7 separate regions of the Mus musculus genome follow, and all the other regions are linked to region 1. A link is a contact called in public ChIA-PET and promoter capture Hi-C data. All regions are on one chromosome and are shown on one strand. The core of a region is the stretch at or near the end of the contact, and the rest is flanking DNA. Distances in the headings are between cores, read along the strand shown.

Evidence for each region. Promoter capture Hi-C pulls out the DNA fragments that hold promoters and counts their contacts. ChIA-PET counts read pairs in DNA pulled down with a chosen protein or histone mark.
Region 2: a contact with region 1 is called in a promoter capture Hi-C map of pre-B cells, with 2.9 times the contacts expected there. The contact joins the promoter of Exd1 here to the promoter of Bub1b in region 1.
Region 3: a promoter capture Hi-C map of pre-B cells shows a contact between it and region 1, with 5 times the contacts expected there. The contact joins the promoter of Ino80 here to the promoter of Bub1b in region 1. A contact is called at or near these places in 2 of 39 promoter capture datasets (cranial neural crest and pre-B cells).
Region 4: a contact with region 1 is called in a promoter capture Hi-C map of pre-B cells, with 4 times the contacts expected there. The contact joins the promoter of Chac1 here to the promoter of Bub1b in region 1. A contact is called at or near these places in 2 of 39 promoter capture datasets (liver and pre-B cells).
Region 5: a promoter capture Hi-C map of pre-B cells shows a contact between it and region 1, with 2.7 times the contacts expected there. The contact joins the promoter of Dll4 here to the promoter of Bub1b in region 1.
Region 6: a promoter capture Hi-C map of liver shows a contact between it and region 1, with 4 times the contacts expected there. The contact joins the promoter of Vps18 here to the promoter of Bub1b in region 1. A contact is called at or near these places in 2 of 39 promoter capture datasets (liver and pre-B cells) and 1 of 115 datasets of contacts at active chromatin or transcription factors (microglia).
Region 7: a contact with region 1 is called in a Ronin ChIA-PET map of embryonic stem cells, with 6 read pairs. The contact joins the promoter of Rad51 here to the promoter of Bub1b in region 1. A contact is called at or near these places in 3 of 39 promoter capture datasets (hematopoietic stem and progenitor cells, liver and pre-B cells), 1 of 484 Hi-C or Micro-C datasets (CD4 T cells) and 2 of 115 datasets of contacts at active chromatin or transcription factors (bone marrow-derived macrophages and embryonic stem cells).

What each region holds. Positions count from the first base shown.
Region 1 is chr2:118,596,840-118,599,599 of GRCm38.p6, forward strand. Bub1b (BUB1B, mitotic checkpoint serine/threonine kinase) reads left to right here and starts at 1,372. Exons shown (of 23, transcript NM_009773.3): 1 at 1,372-1,622. The coding sequence starts at 1,609.
Region 2 is chr2:119,546,300-119,549,059 of GRCm38.p6, forward strand. Exd1 (exonuclease 3'-5' domain containing 1) reads right to left here and starts at 1,328. Exons shown (of 13, transcript NM_172857.2): 1 at 708-1,328; 2 at 490-583. It overlaps Chp1 (calcineurin-like EF hand protein 1), which reads left to right and starts at 1,408. Exons shown (of 7, transcript NM_019769.3): 1 at 1,408-1,618. The coding sequence starts at 1,552.
Region 3 is chr2:119,476,279-119,479,038 of GRCm38.p6, forward strand. It overlaps Ino80 (INO80 complex subunit), which reads right to left and starts at 1,409. Exons shown (of 36, transcript NM_026574.4): 1 at 1,101-1,409.
Region 4 is chr2:119,349,818-119,352,577 of GRCm38.p6, forward strand. Chac1 (ChaC, cation transport regulator 1) reads left to right here and starts at 1,425. Exons shown (of 3, transcript NM_026929.4): 1 at 1,425-1,819; 2 at 2,540-2,575. The coding sequence starts at 1,586.
Region 5 is chr2:119,324,443-119,327,202 of GRCm38.p6, forward strand. Dll4 (delta like canonical Notch ligand 4) reads left to right here and starts at 1,342. Exons shown (of 11, transcript NM_019454.3): 1 at 1,342-1,764; 2 at 1,873-2,145; 3 at 2,621-2,678. The coding sequence starts at 1,699. It overlaps Gm14207 (predicted gene 14207), which reads right to left and starts at 1,755. Exons shown (of 4, transcript NR_030683.1): 1 at 1,539-1,755; 2 at 726-887; 3 at 403-534.
Region 6 is chr2:119,287,333-119,290,092 of GRCm38.p6, forward strand. Vps18 (VPS18 CORVET/HOPS core subunit) reads left to right here and starts at 1,410. Exons shown (of 5, transcript NM_172269.3): 1 at 1,410-1,798. The coding sequence starts at 1,708.
Region 7 is chr2:119,111,373-119,114,132 of GRCm38.p6, forward strand. It overlaps Rad51 (RAD51 recombinase), which reads left to right and starts at 1,442. Exons shown (of 10, transcript NM_011234.5): 1 at 1,442-1,662.

The sequences.
Region 1 (2,760 bases), core at 122-2,621:
ACAAACGGAGAAAAATTTGACAGAATGGGCTATGTACACCTCTAAGGAGACGAGAGAGGGAGGGAAGATTGAGTCTTAAGGGAGAGGCAGTGCAGTAAGGAAGAGAGTGTAGTACAGGATACAGCAGTCCTGGAGAGCAGTGCAGTATTGTTGCGAGGGAGAGTAGAGCAGCACGGGAGGGAGAGGGAGGCAGGTTGAAAAGAGAACAAGCTGGACACAGGTAAAGACAGAATGAGCAAGAGATTGAGAAAGAGCCAGAAGATTAGGAAATAGAAAAGACTGCTAGAGTGAGTTTGAGGCCAAGCAGAGCAATTCAGGGGCTGGGAGAGAAGCCAGATTGAGTCAGTCAGCTGGGAGAGGAGTTTGAGCCAGAACAGCTGAGTTGAACCAGCCAGGTAGACTTCAGAAAGAACAAGAAAGGGTGAGCTTATTCAACAAAATTGAGAGGCTGACCTAGATTAGATCTTATGGAGGCTAGAATTTTCTAGGAGTGGATCTAGGTCAGCAGATGGAGGCAGTAAGCCCCTCAGACAACAATCACAACAGGAGAATAAAAGTTATTTTTATAGCCTGATCTACAGAGCGAGTTCCAGGATAGCCAAGGCTACACAGAGAACCCTTGTTTTGAAAAACAAAAACAAACAAAAAACAAAAGCAAACTTTTTATTGTGAAGTAAAGTTGCCCTGGATGGTCTTGAAGTCTTGGTCCTCACATCTCAGTCTCCAGAGTAGCTGAACTATAGGCCTGCATTACCAAGCCTTTAGCTCCAGTGAGACAGGCAAAGCGCTTACCCTGTTTGTATTCTGTGTTAGATCGTAGTTTACAGGACATCTGGTAGGCTGCATGAGAGAACAAATGGTACACTTCCAAGAGAATTTAAAGGAAGTTGGTCAAAGTTGAGAAGTTGTAGAGGTCAAAGGGCTTGCTGGGGAAAGGAAGTGCAGTGCTAAACCAGGTCTTGTGTAAAAGAGAAAAACGAGAACACAGTCTTTCCACAGGAAACAGCTGGGTGAGAGTGGCCTAAGGATCCCTGGACAGGTGTTAAGACCTGGGGCTCAGACAAGACCTAGGCGTAGCACAGTTAATTGTTCGGAGCAACCCAGAAGAGTAATGTACTCAAAGACACGTTATGAAACTGAAACCATCAAAGAACCTCTTGTTAATAAAGTGTCTCTCCCTGGGTTCGAAGGCTTGTCTTAGAAAGGAAACACAGAGCAAACTCGAAGTGCCTGAGCACGCTGCAGTGCTAGGACAACCATTGGTCCTTGCACCTCAAACCTGAAACTACAACTCCCATTGTGCATTGCGCAGCGCGTGCTTAAACCCGGGATACACTACAATCCCCAGAATGCTTTGGGAGGAGCGGGAGCGGGGAGCGGCGAGGCTACGTCTGCGTCAAGAGACGTTAAATTTGAAACTTGGCGGCCCGTGCGTGATGGGGGCGTGAGGAGGCTATTCTGAGAAGGAATCGGGTGCGTGGTTTTGTTTAGGAGCACGGGGTGACGATCTTCGCAGCTCCAGAGCCAGCTGAAGGTTGAGGGAGACTCAGTTAGCACTCGGAGGATAAAGGTCTGCGGAAGGGCGAGAGCAAGTATTGGGAATGCAGGATGGCGGAGGCGAGGTAAGGACCGGACGCAAATTGCTGCCGCTGGGTGCTCGGCTGGCGAGGGGAGGATCGAGGAGGTCGGCCAAGAGCAGGTCTCCCCAAACCCCCTTCCCAACGGCGTGGAGCCCTGCATCCAGCCAGGGGGCAAGACTGGGAGAGTTTGGAATTTGCCATATGATCTGGTTCTGAAACTCACCTCAGCCGTTTTTATTTGACCTTGAACATGTTTACGGAGGGGTGGGGGCACGCAGATATTAATGCTGCTTTATGGAGTTCTGGGAGGATTCAAGATGTTTGTAAAGTACCTGCTTTCAACTAATAAGTGTTCTCACTTTGCTAGCAGCTTAGGGATCTGAAGAGCAGAGCACTTGCAGCTTTTCCTCATCATAAAATATAGAGGGTTTTTCTAGGTTAGAATTTAAGATGCATTTCAATTATGGAACTTATAATAACTGGGTAATTGCTGTCATAAGCTGTCATTCATGGAAGAGAATTTATCGACTACCATTTTGAGCACTGAAGGCGAACAGTAAAAGACACAAAATCCCAACCTTTGTGAAGCTTAAGTTCTGGGGAGGAATGAATCGGGGTGTGTGTCGCGGATGGGCAATAAGACATGTTTAACATCAGATAGAATCAGTATTAACAAGTGTAAAGCAAGAGAAGACGGCATTGGAGGTAGAACTAGTGTGGTTTCAGAAGGGTTTGGACATGTAACTCAGGAAGGGCACTTGTTCAAGGTACATAAGGCCTTAGTTCATTACCCAGCAATGAGGCTTGGGGGTGGGGGAGTCGGGGCAGAGGGAGATTTGAACAGAGGCCTCCCTGATGAGATGGCACTTGGGTCTGAACTAGAAGGAACTAGTCACGGACAGGTGAGATGGCTCTGTGGATAGAGATAATTGCTAACCAAGACTGAGGACCTGTTTGGTCACCCCTCCCCCACCCCCGAAACCCCATGGTGGAAGGAGAGAAACAACTCTAAGGTTGTGGCCTGACTTACACACACACACACACACACACACACACACACACACGGCGGGGGGGGGGGGTGAGAATAAATACATTTTTGTTTTGTTTTGTTTTTTGTTTTTTTCGAGACAGGGTTTCCCCTTATAGCCCCGGCTGTCCTGGAACTCACTATGTAGACCAG
Region 2 (2,760 bases), core at 78-2,577, 950 kb after region 1:
GCAGCTTTCAGCTTTTTCATCAGCACAAACAAAATACCAGAAGAATAAAATGCACCTGGCTTTGATCCCAGCTCTTGGAAGGCAGAGGCAGGTGGATCTCTGTTAACTTAAAGACCAGCCTGATGTACATACTGAGTTCCAGATCAGCCAGGGCTACACAGAGAAACCCTGTCTCGAAAAACCAAAAAGAAAAAAAATTCGGATTTTTAAACCGTAAGCCAGCAGTTGTTAGGTGAAAGCAGGAAAGATGCAAGTTGAGCCCAGCCTAGGCAATATTGGGAAATCCTGTTTAAAGATTTGCCACTCATGGGAGAATTAGGAGTTTATGCTCAGGACAGCCTGAGCCTGTAAAACCCTTTCTAGAAGTGGAGAAATGATTCTCTTTTCCAGAAAAGCCCTGACTAGTCTTGGCCAGGCTTAAAAATCCTAATTTTTAAGACAAGAAAAAATCCAAATAAATAAACCGTGCTCGGTCACAATCTTTCTCACCTTCAGGGTCCTCTGTCCCCACAGCAAAGGAGTTTGAGAAATTCCGACCTTAATTCTAGTCAAATGGTGAGTTCCTTAAACTAACGAGGGACTACTGTTAAAAAAAAAAAAAATTCTGGGAGTTATCCCGGCACAGCTTTGACGCAAAAAAGTTCTCAACGCCAGCCACTGAAGCCGCAGAGCCGACCACGCCCTCGCCCTCCGGGTGAATTACTTGCCTCTTTCCGGAGGAGCCAATCAGCGCGCAGCCTCGAGCCCATTCCCAGCGCCCCCTGCGGCCGGGGTAGAGAGAGCAGAAAAGATGCTGCCAGGAGCCATGCAAACCCCAGGCGGCTCTCAGCGCCCCCTGCGGCCGGGGGGAGGAGCGCAGGAAAGATGCAGTCTCTAGGCGTGCTGGGCCACAGTGGCTGTGGACTCCCTATTCTTAGGACCAGGGGAGTGAGAGTGAGAGGAGAGGAGAGGAGAAAGGAGGGAGAAAAAGAGATAGAGAGATACAGAGAGATGGAGAGCGAGCAAGAAAGAGTGCACTGCACTACTCTGGGGATCCACCTTAGGGTTTTGTCCCTCGTTTCGTGGGTTTGGTTTCTCTCCTGAGTCTCCGTCACCTGTAGGGTGGGACTCCTGGTACCTGAGTCCTGTGAAAAACCTGCTGGCTACCCTAGTGAGTTTGCCTCTGGTTTGTTCGAACACAGTGGCGAGACCGCACTGCCCTTTTAAGTGCAGTCCCTAGCGCCACAGCGGTATCGCCGCTTTAAGTCCGGCGGCTGCCCTGGTTCCGCGGGGCGGGGCCTGCTTCCCTTCGGACTCCCGCAGCCTCCGGGCTGATTCATTCCGGGCTCGAGAGCCAAGCTTTGACGTTAGCGCCTGCGCAGGGCGCGGCCTCGCTCCCGATTGGCTGGTGTCGGGCCGCCCTCCCCCGCGCTCCACCCCTTGTTTCTCTCCCCGGGCCGCAAGAGAAACAGTGCCCTCTCCCTTCTTGACCCCTGGCCCTTCCCTCCCTCCTTCCCTTCTGCCGCTGCTGCTTCTGGCGCTGCCGCTCCCGGAGGAGCTCCCGTCACGGTGATGGGGTCTCGGGCCTCCACGTTATTGCGGGACGAAGAGCTCGAGGAGATCAAGAAGGAGACTGGCTGTGAGTTCGGGTTGGGGGTGGGAAGGCGGCCCGGCGCCTTCGGCTGGCCTCAGTACTGACAGCGGTCGTCGCTGAGGGCTTGATCTGGGGTGCGGTGACTTTGTTGGGATGGTCCCATGCAGCCTCCGGTGCTTTGGGTAACCGAAGGCTAGAATACCTGTACGTTCATCTGTAGCTTCTTGGAGCCGGGATGTGGTTCCTCCGGTGCTGTCTTGCTCAAAAGCCCGGAATCTCGAGCACAGACACCACCACTCCACTCTTGCCCGTGAAGGTCCGCGAATTTTCTTCCTTATGGTTCCTCCTACAGAAGCATCCTGAACAGTAGATAAAGTAGAAGCAAATCCAGGAAATGTGAATGGTTCCTGGAGAAAACGTTATACATCCTAATGAGGTTTCTGAGCAAGAGCTAAAACTACTAAAATCACACACAGGGAAAAACTCAACAAAGAAGATCATAGAGAAAGGCTTGTGACCAGGAACTGAAGACCTCTAAGCAATCAAGAGTCCAAAAACCCGAGTGAGGCTTTTAAATCTGAATCGTTGGAGAAAAGCCACGGGTATAGTGGTCAAGGTTTAAAGACACAGTGAAGACATTTGTCCTATTTTTATATATATTGATATCTGCTGTGTTGCTGTACTTTATGCAATTGATATTGAAATTGGATGTACTCCAAAATCTGTGAATTTGTACCAGAAACATACATACTCTAGTTTCTTCCTTGTTAACCTGAACAAAGGAGCAACAGGGCTTTGGGAATTGAGAAGCACAGAAAACACCTCCATACCTTTGAAAGGCCCTTGGTAGTGTATGATACAATTGTATGGCTACAATGCTTTCTCAGTGATCCTTTGCGGCTCTCTTTGATTTTCGTAAGCCATGTCTTCATGGTACCTGTCTTTGATGATAATGTGAGCAAATAACCCAGTGGCAGATCGTGCCAAGGAGTACAGGGAACTACGGAATTCTCCAGGAATGAGTCCTTGGGTAAATGACAAGTTGTTCTGGCTGTCTGACAAGTTAAACTTTCTAGAGTATTCAGGTTGAAAGAGATGTGGTCTAGCCCCACCCCCTGTCAGGTTGCTTTGCTTTTAATCCCTTACTAATATGTGGCCAATTTTGAGTGAATGACAGAGAATACTTA
Region 3 (2,760 bases), core at 159-2,658, 880 kb after region 1:
TGCAATCATATCTGATAAAGATGTTACTCCTTCGGGGGAAAAAAAAAAAAGCCAGAGATGGAAGTGCAGTTATAATCTTAGCACCATGGACGCTAAGGCAGGAGGATATCAAGTTCCCGGCCATCCAGGCCAAAAACAAAAAACAAACAGGAAAAAGAAAAAAAAAAAAAAAAAAAAAGACACGACCGGAAGAAAGGAAGCATCAATAACCCACAGTGAAAATTAGGGATGTAAATCATGGATCACTAACTGGGAAAACTAAGCTGATCATCAGCGATGTTTTAAGGAGTTCAACCTCCAAATTCCTTCCCGAGTCCTAAGAAGTACAAGAATGTAAATCAAAGAGTCCTGAGCACAGTTGGTTCTGAACTAAAATAGTTAAACGCCTTCTTCGGCAATATCCAACTTCTAAACTGTAGGGGGCTTCCATCCTCCGTGATTACGGAAGTAGTACTTTTCATCAGCAAGCTCAAGAAGGAATTGTCAAAGTAAGATGACACTTGCTGAGACGCACTGCAAACGCCTCGAAAACCCAGAAGTGCTGTCACAGACACATTTCTAAGTCTGTGCACGTGTTAGCCTGTCCCCGTCTAACACCAACTAGCAACTTGCATCATTCGCCCGTAACCGTGGCTCGCTCCCCATTAAACTGATACTCTATCCAGTCCATAGATCTCATTCGTTTGAATTGACAGGTAGAACCCTCGTCCGGTTCCTGGTCCAGCCCGACAAGCCTCCGCCCTGCCCCTCCCCACTCCCAAACCCACACACGTGTTAGAGCGACACCGCCCCACCGGGTCCCACGTGCACCTGGCCTAACACTCCCCACGTGTGGGTGCTCCACGGGCTTCCTCGGGTGGCCGAGGTCACCCATAACCCCGGAGAGCCAGAGATACACGACAGGAGAGCCGAGGCCCAGGTCTCTGAGGTCCCAACCCTATGGGGAGTGTCCACACCCATCCTCTCTAACCCCAACAAACCCCAGGGCCGGGGGCGACGGCCCCTTTAAGAAGCGGCCCAGTCGTCGCCCGCAGAGAGGGGCGCACAGGGGCCTACACGACACCCCCTCCGTCCACCCGCCCACGTCTTCTCAACCTCACCTCGGGCCGAGGGGCCCCGCCGCCGCGGCGGCGGCGGAGGGGGGGCGGGGGGCGGGCGGGGTCCGGAGGGGGGGGTCGCCCCGCCGACTGTGGAGCCGCGCTTCGCTCTCGGAGGCCGAGGGACGGTGACTGCGTTGGACGGGAACGCTCCTAGCTCGCTCCCTCGGCGGCTCCTGGGACCCCAAGATGGCGGCGGCGCTGAGGCGGCTGCGGGCGCTGGGCCGGCGGCGGCGGCGGCCACTTTCACTCACTGAGAGGAGCGGAGCAGGGACACGGGGAGCCATGGCGGGGGGGAGGAGAGGCGCCATAGCCAGGCCAGAACAATCGAGCAGGTACTCGGCCGGCTTAGCCCTGCCCCGCCCACGCCCACTGCTAGTCGCTAGCCCGTGTCCGCCGACCGTGCCGCTACGGGCGGCCTCGTGCAGCTTGTACCCCGCTGCCGCCGCCCGACGCCCCGCGCGGACCGGGGTTCTGGGGGAGACCCTCATCTATACTATCTGAGTGCAGATTGGTCGGGGCTGGGACTGGCGAAGATTGCCGAAAGGCGACGGGGAGGAGGAGGAGGATGTCATCGCTAGAGTGAGCAAGCAGATCTCGCGGGAGGAGATGTCGCGAGAGCTCAGCGGCCCTGCAACTGCCACAGAAAGGTTACTTTTCCGGAAGTAACGTCAATGGAAACCGCCCAAAAACCAGGGACTCATTTTGGTCCTGCAGGTGGGAGGGACTGCTTGGCGTTGTCGCTGGAAGTTTTCTCCAGGTAGTGCTGGCCTACCCCGAGGCCAGCTCGGGCGGGGATGGATCCTTGTAAGAGCCAACTTGGAGACGTCTCCTGGTCGTCTTCCTGACGACACTGTCCCCCTTCGGCCCGAGACCGTTGGCACGAAGGCGCTTTCACCTTCCATGCACTTTCCATTTCCCCAGTGGGGTGAGTCGCCCTGCCCACACTCGAGCAACCGCAGAGCTGGGGCGGGCGGGGCGGGGCGGGGCGGTTGTTTCATGGTTATTTTGTCTGGGTTTGGTTAATAGCCCAGGCTAGCTAGCGTCAAGCTCGGGGGATGTCTCCTGCCTCAGCCTCCCGAGGACTGAGGTTACAGTGTGCGCCATCATGCAGTCTTCTGCACTTAATCCACTCGTTTCCAAGACGTATATAGAATTGTTGGACTTCACCCTTTCGTTTTCTGCAAGAATCGCTTGTTTAATATTATCTGTTTTGCCTGTACTGTGCCTTGTGCAACTCCAGTTGGGTCCAAGTTGCATCCTTTGGAACTGAACTGCTTAAAATTAAAGTCTAGAAAATGATTATTTAAAAAATGTCTTGTTTTTTTTTGTTTGTTTGTTTTTCGAGACAGGGTTTTTCTGTGTAGCCCTGGCTGTCCTGGAACCGCACTTTGTAGACCAGGCTGGCCTCGAACTCAGAAATCCGCTTGCTGGGACTAAAGGCGTGCGCTGCCACGCCCGGCTCTTTTTTTTTTTTTTTTTTTTTTTTTAATGTTTCTTGGCCTCGATATGCTTTAAGTTCAGGAGAAAAAGTGTCCGTAAACAAGACCTTAAATGTTCACAAAGTTTAACAGTAACACTTTATAAGAGGGTCTGGCTAGACAGCTCAGCAGACACAGTCACTTGTCACCAATTCTGATAACCAGACCAGAACCCACATGGT
Region 4 (2,760 bases), core at 175-2,674, 750 kb after region 1:
TTCCACTTCCAGGGAGCTCACTCTTGTTTGTTCACCCTAGTGAAAGGCCTTCTGCTCTTTGTTTCCCTTTCCCAATGAGAGATGCCCAGAGAGGCTGCCTCTTGCTGCTGCCTAGGAAGCAAAACTCGACCTCTCCTCCATCCTGCAGTTTGGGGTGGCACTGGCTCCACCAGAGAGGGTGAGCTCTTGGGGAGACAGATCCTGAGACCTGCCAATGGTGACTGTTTTTTTTTTTTTTTCCCCTCTATTTTTTGAGACAGGGTTTCTCTGTGCAGCCCTGGCTGTCCTGGAACTCACTCTATAGACCAGGCTGGCCTGGAATTCAGAAATCCACCTACCTGCCTCTGCCTCCCAAGTGCTGGGATTAAAGGAGTGTGACACCACTACCTAGCCCAATGGTGACTCTTGCAGGGTTCAGGCAGAGAGGAACTTCCAAGGAGATGGCTGGTGCCTGGTTGCCCACGTCAGTGCCAGGGCCCATACCCACTGCCTGGCAAGAAGCTATGGGAAAAGGCTGCAGGTGCCCTTAGTCCTCTGTGCTGTCCTTAACCAACGTTTCTCCAAACTTTGGTACCTATGTAAATTGCCCACTGCTGCAAGATCTCAAGCTAGAGAGAATGAAACCCGTACCCATGGGGTGAAAGTGGCCTGGCATTCTTCTCTTTGTAGCTTTGTACCACAGGTACTAACAGTCATCCTCAATGTGACTACTCTGCCCAAGGCTGTCTAGTTTTGACTTTTCTTCTAACCCGCCTGAACTCAGGGGTCTCACATTTGGCCCGGGTGTAGCCGTCACGTGAGGCCTGCATGCTTGTGCCAACCAGTCTGACTCAACTACAGCCTTTGCAAAACCCCTTACCACCCCGTGACTCAGTTTCTCCAGCTGTTCACGTGGGCAACAGTATGAGGCACCAGAGTGGAATGCGGAGGGTGTCCAAAACAGCTTCTCTGCAGTGCGTGCTTTTAGGCGGGGCCCCAAAGGCAAGAATTCGTGCCGCCCAAAGTATTCCTACTGGTCGTGCCCTGCACTGGCCACTGCTTTGGGCGGCAATGATTCTGCCAGGTGCACCGGCTGGACTGCAGGGATGACACCGTTTAGACCACTGAGAGGGCCTTCCCGGGAGACGGCGGGTGCCCGCGCCCATTCTAAGGCCCGTTCCCGGTGCCAGCAGCCTGACGCAATCTGACTCGCCCTTGCTGCATGCCAGTTCTGGGGAAACCTTCCCTGCCGTTGCATCACTCCTGCCAGGTCTGCCACGGGAGGAGGAGCCGAACCAATCAGCACGCGCGTTGGCCCTGGGGCGGGCTGCTCTGGTACCCACTCGGAGGGCGGCGCGGTTAACCGAGAAGCAAAATCTAAAGGTGATTGGCCAGAAAGAGATTTGCCCCGCCCCAATCATAGGGACAGCTGGAGGCAGTCTGAGGGCCTTCCTGGCCGGAGGGTTTAAAGAGCGCCTCTGGAGGGACCACTCAGCTGGAACGACCGATCGGTGCCAGGCCAGGTGTACGCGTCCGTCGGTCCTTCCGTGCCCGTGCCGGAGACCAGTCTCGGAGGCCACCCGGGTCCGTCCCTGCGCCCGGCACCATGAAGCAGGAGTCCGCATCCCAGAGCACTCCGCCTCCTTCACTGTCCCCTGCACCATCATCCGCGCAGCCTTCCTGGGGGGATGGCGACCCCCAAGCCCTGTGGATTTTCGGGTACGGCTCCCTAGTGTGGAAGCCGGACTTTGCCTATAGTGACAGCCGTGTGGGCTTCGTTCGTGGCTATAGCCGACGGTTCTGGCAGGGAGACACCTTCCATAGGGGCAGCGACAAGATGGTGAGCATCCTTCTGTGCCCAGAGGAGTGGAGTGGGGTTGGCAGGAGAGTGGGCACTCGTATCCTGGAGTGGCAGGGACCCTGGGCTAACTAAGAGAAAATTGTAAACCTGGTTTGTGGTTTAAATTTGTGTGCCTGGAAATCAGGTTGGTGATTGCACCTGTGGATTCTTGTGCTGGTTACTAATCTGGGCCGCTCGTTGTTTGTCTCTTCCACATCTGCCCATCACTCCATGTCACTCGATGAAAGGTCCTCTCCCAGGCTTGGGGCTTAGGCTGGCACTCTTTCCTCCTCTTCCTTCTCTTCCTCTTCTTCCTTTCCCTCTTCCTCCTCTTCCTCTTCTCTTCCTCTCCCTCTTCCTCCTTGTTCTTCTCTTCCTCTTCCTCCTCCTCCTCCTTTTCCTCCTCCTCTTCTCCCCCCTCTTTTTCCCCCTCCTCCATCTTACCTATTTCTTGCTATGTGGCCTCAAACTTGTGACAAATCTCTCTCTCTGGTGCTGAAGTGCTGGAACTACAGGTTCAAGTCACAACAGGACTAAAGGTGTGTGTGTGTGTGTGTGTGTGTGTGTGTGTGTGTGTGTGTGTGTGTGTGTTGCTGGAGATTGAATCTAAGGTCTTGTGCATGACAGGCAAGCCCCCCATGTCAATAAGGTTCATTCATAGTCCTTTCGGAAGTGCTAATATCTAATTTGTCTTTTTCAAAACCTTTCTTCCCTGTCTAGCCTGGCCGAGTGGTGACCCTCCTTGAAGACCGTGAGGTAAGTGTGCAGTCAAGAAGAGAATCCTGGGGTCTGATGTATCAGGGTGCAGAGGGTCAGAGCTCTTGTGTGGGGAGAGTGGAAGTGTAGCTAGCTTACTCCATGCTTCTTGGAGAATCACTTGAGGGAGGGTCTTATTAAGATGGATTTCTGTGAGTTCAGAGTTATTCTTGGTTACATAATGA
Region 5 (2,760 bases), core at 92-2,591, 730 kb after region 1:
CAGCAATCACCACGCGGGAGGGCTGACAGCTGAAGCCACAGGGCCCCCACCGCTCTCACTGTAGGAGAGAGAGAGAGAGAGAGAGAGAGAGAGAGAGAGAGAGAGAGAGAGAGAGAGAGAGAGAGAGAGAGAGAGAGAGAGAGAGAGAGAGAGAGAGAGAGAAATCTAGCACCCCCCAAAACTGGGAGAAGCCAGCCCTCCCCGGTCTGCAGCCTCGGGGGAGCACGACGGGTTCTGGGAAAGCAGCTGCAGGGTTTGCGCTCGGAGGCCACCCGGGAGAGGCGCGCGTGTGACATGGGTGAAACCACCCGAAACTCAAACAACTCTATGCGCCTCCAGTTCCACCCTACATCCTGCCCTATGCAGAGAGATCTAGACCTGATCAGCCTCAAGCTCTCTCACCTTGCCTCTCAAGTGGCCCAAGGAAATTCTGGAATTAAGAAAGTTTCCTCCCTACTCCAGCGGAGCTAGGGGACGCGGGTGGGGGCCAGGATGAGGATATGGAGACCAAGCGCGACCCAGGTGAGATAGGCACTGAGGGAAAAGACTAGAACCTCATTACCATACAGCTGAGGACCCCCCCCCCACTTCGAGAACCACGCCCCCCACCTCTCTTTCGAACCTCTAGTCCTGGCTCTAGCACGAGCCAGGAGGGAGTGGGGGTGGGGGACAAAGAGAGAAGGCACGCGCTGGGCACGCCCTGCTGCTTGAGGTGACACGCCTACCAGGTGCAGAGAAGACCAGAGTCCTAGACGCTTGGCCCTTTGCCTTGCTTGGAATAGCCAGGGAAAGGTTAAGGCGTCGGATGGCTTCCCTGCGGTGCTGGGGACGCGTGGAGGGTGGGCACACATAGGCTGGAGGCCAGCGAGGCAGGAGCTACCTAAAGTCTGGAAAGGAAAGGGAGATCCAAATCCCCTGGTCCTGCTTTTTGCTTTCCTAGTTTAAGCTTTCCCCACCTGCTAGAGGACTGTAGGTATCTAATGCCTGGATCAGGTGCACCGCCTACGGGGACCCCTTAGAGTTTCCACCCCCTGGACCATTCGGGAACCACCTCACCTCCCGCCGCATCACTGGGCTACCCTCCTATCCTCTGGTGGCGAGGGTCTCAGCCTTTAAGCAGACGATCTCTAAGGACTGCTCGCCGGGCACGCGCAGAGCTGGAAGCCCAGAAGTTGGAAGAGGGGCGGGGACCTGCGCCCTACTGGCTGGCTGACAGGGGGAGCGGCGGGGGCGGAGGCCCCCTCCGGTGGGTGCTGGGACTGTAGCCACTAGAGGCCTGGAGGGGAGGGGAGAGTGACCGTGAGTCTGTCTGACTGACAGGCTGCGAAGAGCAGCCAATATATATAAGAAAGGCTCTGGAGCAAGCAGGTTTCAGTAGCGGCGCTGCTCGCAGGCTAGGAACCCGAGGCCAAGAGCTGCAGCCAAAGTCACTTGGGTGCAGTGTACTCCCTCACTAGCCCGCTCGAGACCCTAGGATTTGCTCCAGGACACGTACTTAGAGCAGCCACCGCCCAGTCGCCCTCACCTGGATTACCTACCGAGGCATCGAGCAGCGGAGTTTTTGAGAAGGCGACAAGGGAGCAGCGTCCCGAGGGGAATCAGCTTTTCAGGAACTCGGCTGGCAGACGGGACTTGCGGGAGAGCGACATCCCTAACAAGCAGATTCGGAGTCCCGGAGTGGAGAGGACACCCCAAGGGATGACGCCTGCGTCCCGGAGCGCCTGTCGCTGGGCGCTACTGCTGCTGGCGGTACTGTGGCCGCAGGTAATGTCTCACGTCCTCTCCGCCCCCTCCCGCAGCGCTCCGGGCTTGCGCCCCGGCCCCGGCTGAGCCTGACCGCTCTCCTCCCTCCTTCTCTCGGTCCCTGTGCAGCAGCGCGCTGCGGGCTCCGGCATCTTCCAGCTGCGGCTGCAGGAGTTCGTCAACCAGCGCGGTATGCTGGCCAATGGGCAGTCCTGCGAACCGGGCTGCCGGACTTTCTTCCGCATCTGCCTTAAGCACTTCCAGGCAACCTTCTCCGAGGGACCCTGCACCTTTGGCAATGTCTCCACGCCGGTATTGGGCACCAACTCCTTCGTCGTCAGGGACAAGAATAGCGGCAGTGGTCGCAACCCTCTGCAGTTGCCCTTCAATTTCACCTGGCCGGTAAGCACAACTTAAATGCACCGGGAGATAACCGAAGGGAAAGAAGGGAGCGCCGGGACACCAGAGCTCCTTTCCAAAGCGCTCTCTGGAGAGCCCCAAGGGCTCTTTCTCTTCTGCCCCCGCCCCCCTGTTCTCTCATAGGATCATCCCGGAGAGGCTTTGGTTAGTCTTTCCTCCCAGTTTCTTCCCTTTCCTTCTCCCCAATTCTTGGGATACGAATTTCATTACCAAACCCCCAACGCGGCGCCGCCCGCCCACCCCCCGGCTCTCACTTACACTCCCGCATCCCTCATCCCTCCCCTGCCTTCTCAGCTCGCGCGCAGCGCTGCGCGAACACCAGTTATGTTGAGCCGAGCTCCGTAACTATATCCTGCAATTAGATTAATTAAACAGGCTGCTGCGAGGCACCCCCTCCTTTCCCTCCCTGCTGATATCGCTATCTCTAATGTCCCCCACCCCCCCTTTTGCTTCCCAGGGAACCTTCTCACTCAACATCCAAGCTTGGCACACACCGGGAGACGACCTGCGGCCAGGTGAGTATCTAACTTCTCGGCCACAGGGGGGCGACATCACACAGCGCCGAAAGAGTTAACCAGTTATAGGCGGGGGTGGGGG
Region 6 (2,760 bases), core at 160-2,659, 690 kb after region 1:
CTAGTAATATTTAAACACAAACTCACCACTCAGTGATTTGTATAACATCCGACTGTCCGCACACCGTTAAGAGATTTTTTTTTTCTCATTTTATAAATGTAGAAACTGAGCCATGAGAGAGTTCGTTTATGCAAATGTCTAATAAACATTCACTAGTTAGTTATTGGTGACTGCCCTGGAGCAGGTTACAGGTAAAGCTGGGGTTCCCCAGTAAGTTCCCTAGCAGTGCCCTGAGCTCAGTCATGTGACCTCCACCCCCTCTCATTTGGCTCCTCCTCTGTTCCCACCAGCCAGGTCTCCAGCTGTCCCCACACTCTCCTTCATCTGCCTGCCATACCTAACCTGTCACTAGGTCTCTGGTGCCTTCCTCTGAGATGGTCTCCCACTTCCCAGCTCTCTCTCTCCCGGATGGATACATAAGGCCTGTCTTCTGCCTCAGGTCTCATGTCCTTTTCAAACACCTGCTTCCCAGTACCAACATCAGATCTTATCCCCAGTTATAGCCTCCAGTGGATCACACGATAGCTTCCACAGTCTGCCCAAGGCCAGCCCCGCTTCCTCTCCACCCCATTACACGGCTTATAGGGTTTCGCTCGTGACTTTCCTGAAGACTATATATAACCCCCTTTTCTTTTTCTGATACTAGGGCTTGATCCTAAGGCTTCCCACATGCTAGACAAGGACAGTCAACATCACTCAACGTATAGAGTGCCTGGAAGTAGCCTGCTTCAGTTTTCCCGGTGACCCTTGCCTCTCCCCCTACACTAAGGAGCTACTATGAGGCAGCTTACTTAACCTGGCCATTGCGTTGTCAATTTCTTTCTGTTTTGTTTTCTGGGGGTCTGTAGCCCAGTCCTTAGTAATCCTCCTGCCTCAGCCTTCCCACTGCTGGAGATTAAATTTTGTATGGTTTTCTTTTTGCGGTGTAAGGAAAAAAAAAAAAAATCCAGGTCTTATACCCGCTGGGCAAGGTGCTTATGCACCACTGAGCCACACTTGTGACCCATTCAGCTACTTCCTCTGGAAGCTAGGGGGCCCTGGGGTGAAAGAAGGGACACTCAGACTGTTCTGCCTGTGCCTGTGAAGGTGGACTGAGGCAGCAATTCGATTGAGGAACAGGAGGTAGTGTGACAGATGGAGGAGCACCGCCGGCCTTTCAGTGACAGTCTGAGGGAGTGAAGTCTGAGCTGCGGAAGCCTAGGATCCGCGCAAGCCTGTTACTGGACGCCGCTGGGAAATCCCGGGCTGCCTCCTAGCGCCAACATGAGGAACTGCAGCAGCAGGGTGGCCCGCAAGCGCTCCTCCCCCGCCGCGCCGAGTCTCCGACAACGCCTCCTTGTGGAGGCTCAGGTGCCCAGGACTCCAGTTAACACTCGCGGCTGAAAAACCCGGAAGCACGTCATAAGCACGCGTCACGGGGGCGGGAGTCAGCTGAGCTGCCTGGGCGAGGTTGTGATTACCTGGGATCTGCTAAGGGGAGCCTATAATCTCTTGGGACTGGAGCTGGGGTGCAAAGCTGCGCCATGGACTAGTTGGGGCTCCTCGATCGTCTCGTCCTTCACAGAGAAAGCGAAAAGGGCCCCAGAATTTTTAAAAGGTTCTCAGGATCTGTCAGACGCTGGGGAAGCACAACTTGCAAATCCAGGACGACCGGGGTCCCAGTTGTGACCCCCAGCCCCCAGATCAGAGATCCAGAACTTGATTGCCATGGCGTCCATCCTGGATGAGTACGAGGACTCATTGTCCCGCTCGGCCGTCTTGCAGACTGGTTGCCCTAGCGTGGGCATCCCCCATTCTGGTAAGTTAGAAGAGGCCGCCTCTGCCCCTTTCTGTTATGGTAGCATTTACGGGGGAGAGAAGCTCTAGAGCTTGCAGCGTGTGTTTAGGATCTAAGCCCCAGGCCTTTCTTGTCTTGCCCAGCTTGTCATTGGTCGAAGTTTGAAAGAGCCACAGGAACAGCCTCGTGATCTAGGCCTTAACTCAAAGGTCCTTCAAAAGAGGGAACTTGGGCTCAGATAAGGAAGTACTTGTTACTTTTGTCTATAGGCTGCAGTTGGGAGAACTGAATATAGGTTCCAGGCTTCTGTGTCTTGTTCTATGGATTTTTTTTAAAGCTTTTGGAGTCTGTGTATGTGTTCGTTCCCACCAGACTTCATCTTGAGGTAGCAGAGGAGGCAGAATGAGCACTGAACTTGGTGGAACGTGAATGTTATAAGTGAAGGAGGGTCGATCCAAAAGGGAATTTTGTTACTGAACAGGAACAATGGAGATGATTGTCCCGGGGTAAAGCTGGCTGCAGTTTAGAGTGTAGGAGAGCAGCGCAGGGTTACCCACACTATGATGATATTGCAGCGGACTATCGAGAAAGCAACTGTAGCCTATGAACTGGACTGATAGGACTGGGTTCCCAGAACTCTCTACATACAATGGAGACTCACTGAACCATACTGTGTGGACAGCAAGGAAGGGACTTTAGTTTCTCTTGGCCAAAGACCATAAGGGAGAATGCCAAAACCATCCTCCCTGTACTGTCTCCCCCCACCCCCGTTACCACTGGGAACGTGCATATCATGATACAACCTCATCTCAGGCACAGAGAACCAATCCCTTACTACTGTCACAAGTGTGGGAAGAGCCCAGGACCCTTCCAATAAAGACAACCAGAAAACTATTTCATGTTGAACTCTTTATGAACCAAGACCCTGTGGGTAGGAATATACTTGGGAAGCAGAAGTATCAGCTAACACTGGGGTTTCTCTG
Region 7 (2,760 bases), core at 192-2,691, 510 kb after region 1:
TGAGTCCAATCTGGGTTACAAAGAACCTGTCTCAAAAATAATTACCTGGGGCTGGCGAGATGGCTTAAGTGGTTAAGAGTTCCCACTGCTCTTCCGAAGGTCCTGAGTTCAAATCCCAGCAACCACATGGTGGCTCACAACCATCCGTAACGAAATCTGATGCCCTCTTCTGGAGTGTCTGAAGACAGCTACAGGGTACTTACATATAATAAATAAATCTTAAAAAAAAAATTACCTAGGGCTGAAGAGATGGCTCAGCAGTTAGGAGCACTGAGTCCAGTTCCCAGTAACCACATGGTGGCTCACAACCATCTGTAAATGGAATCACAACCATCTGTAAATGGAATCTGATGCCCTCTGGATGTCTGAAGACAGCTACAGTGTACTCATTAAATATAAGTAATTTTCAGCTAAGCATGCAGCTACGTTGTTGAAGTGCTTGTGTGGCATGCATACAATCCAGGATTCAATCCCCAACACAGAACATAGTAATGTTCCAGCAGTACAGGAAACAAAGGTGGGAGAAGGATTGTCATTCTTGGCATAGAGTTAAGGAGCCGGGCGGTGGTGGCACACGCCAGCACTTGGGAGGCAGAGGCAGGCGGATTTCTGAGTTCGAGGCCAGCCTGGTCTACAAAGTGAGTCCAGACAGCCAAGGCTACACAGAGAAACCCTGTCTCGAAACCAAAAAAAAAAAAAAAAAAAAAAAAAAAAGAGTTCAAGGAGTATGAGATCTTGTCTGAAAACACCTAGATGTATAACAAGAAACATACGAAGTTCCTGGCAAACTCCACAAACCTTTACTTTATTCAATTTTGCTCCTACTTTTCTGGAGTAACCACTACAAAGCGAGAGAAGAAAAAAAACACTAGAGAGTGAGTTATTTCGCTTTAGTTTTTGGTAGTTTTATGAATGTATATATTTAGATTATATCCACCGGTCCCAACCCCCGCCCAATTAAAAGGTTTTTTTTTTCCACCTCGCTGATTCCCACACTGGTTTTCTAATCGCTGGCTCCATTCGCAGGTTTTATCTTTATTCCAGCTTCTTCATCTCTGCCGCCCACAGAGACCAAGAGAACACCTGGTTCCAAAGCATACCATCCCAACTACCAAAGATCCACACTCTGCCAGAACTGGCCAAAGCCTTTCTGACCGAAGTCCACATCCGCTGTGCAAGAAGTTTTGCAGAGGTGCTTCCGCAGCAGTGCATTCTGGGTTATGTAGTCCTGGGCTGATCACATCGTCTTTGCAGACTTGTAGTCCTCAGTCGGGTAACCAGAAAGGCCGGATCAGAACAATCATAAAGGAAGGGAAGAGTGACCCTACGAAATCACTCGGCTTCAAAGCCGTCCGGCATGTCCGTCAGGTTCGCAGCAGAAGCGGAAGTAGGTATGAGGCGGGTCGGAGAAAGGCGTGATGACGTTGCAGCGATAGGAGCGTGAGGATTTGGCGGGATTTCCGAAAGTCGCGCGCCGTGCGCAGATCCGCGCCTGGGCAAAGCCGAGGCGCTCCCACAGGTGTGGCCAGGAAGACTGAAATTTTTCGTAGAAAACCTGACAGAGGAGCAACGAAGCGCGTTCGAGCCGGGTGAAGTGGGGGGAGTGTGGTGTGTGCAGAGCCGGCTGCCCGGAGGAGCGAGCGGCCCGTGGCCGCGGGACAGGTGAGTGTGCGGCGCCGGCGCACCCCTTCCATGGCCGCTCGGCTTCTTGAGCCGGCTCAGGCCAGTGCTCCCGTAGCCAGCTTTGTGGGTCCCCTCTACGCTGAGAAACCGGAGAAAGGCGGAGCAGGGCGACCAACCGACCGACGCTAACTGACCCACTGAATTCGTTGTGGAGAAAACCGACCTGTACTTCAAGCATTTGTTTTGAGACCCGAGGTCACGACCTAGGCTGGGCAGGGCTCGAACTGCTACCCTTAGTCTCCCAATGCTGGGATTTACAAACTTTCAGGTTCACTTCTGTGGTCCGGACGCAGGAAGCTGAGATCAGAGAAAAGTGCTCACAGCTGTTACGTAGTAGGGCCAGGGCTAACAGATTCTTGGTTACTTTAAAATGAGGGTAGTGGCTGGTCTCTCTGGAGACTGAAGTAGAAGGCCCCAGAGTTCAAAGATTGCGTAAGCAAAAGAGTAGCAAAGACCGAGAAATAAAACAAATTTCTAAAGAGAATCTTGGCTAGATGACTCACCTATATAATCGTAGCACTTGGGAGAGGCAGGAGGATGACAGTTTCAAGACCATCCTGAGCCACAAATGGAAGAGCTGTCTCAGAAAAGGAAAAGTGAAGAACAGGGGCTGGAAGGTGGCTCTGCTGTTAAGAGCACTTGCTGCTCTTCCCAAGGAACTGAGTTCAGCTCCTGTACCCACATGGTGGCTTACAACCAACCATAACTCCAGTTCCAGGGGATCCAGTGCCGCCTTCTGACCTCAGATACCAGGCATGCTTGTGGTACGCACACATGTATGCAGGCAAAATTCTCATGAACAAAAAAGAAATCTAAAAGGAACTTCCAAGAAATAAAAATAAAATGAAGTATAAAATACAAAGATGTATAAAATACAAGTGTATACGTGAGTGAATACAAAGTGAATATATTGGGGGCTAGAGAGAGGGCTCAGTGGTTAAGAGCACTGACTGCTCTTTTGAAGGTCCCAAGTTCAAATCCCAGCAACCACATGGTGGCTCACAGCCATCAGTACAACTGCAGTGTACTCATATACATAAAATAAAATCTTTCAAAAACAAGACAACAAAAAAAGAA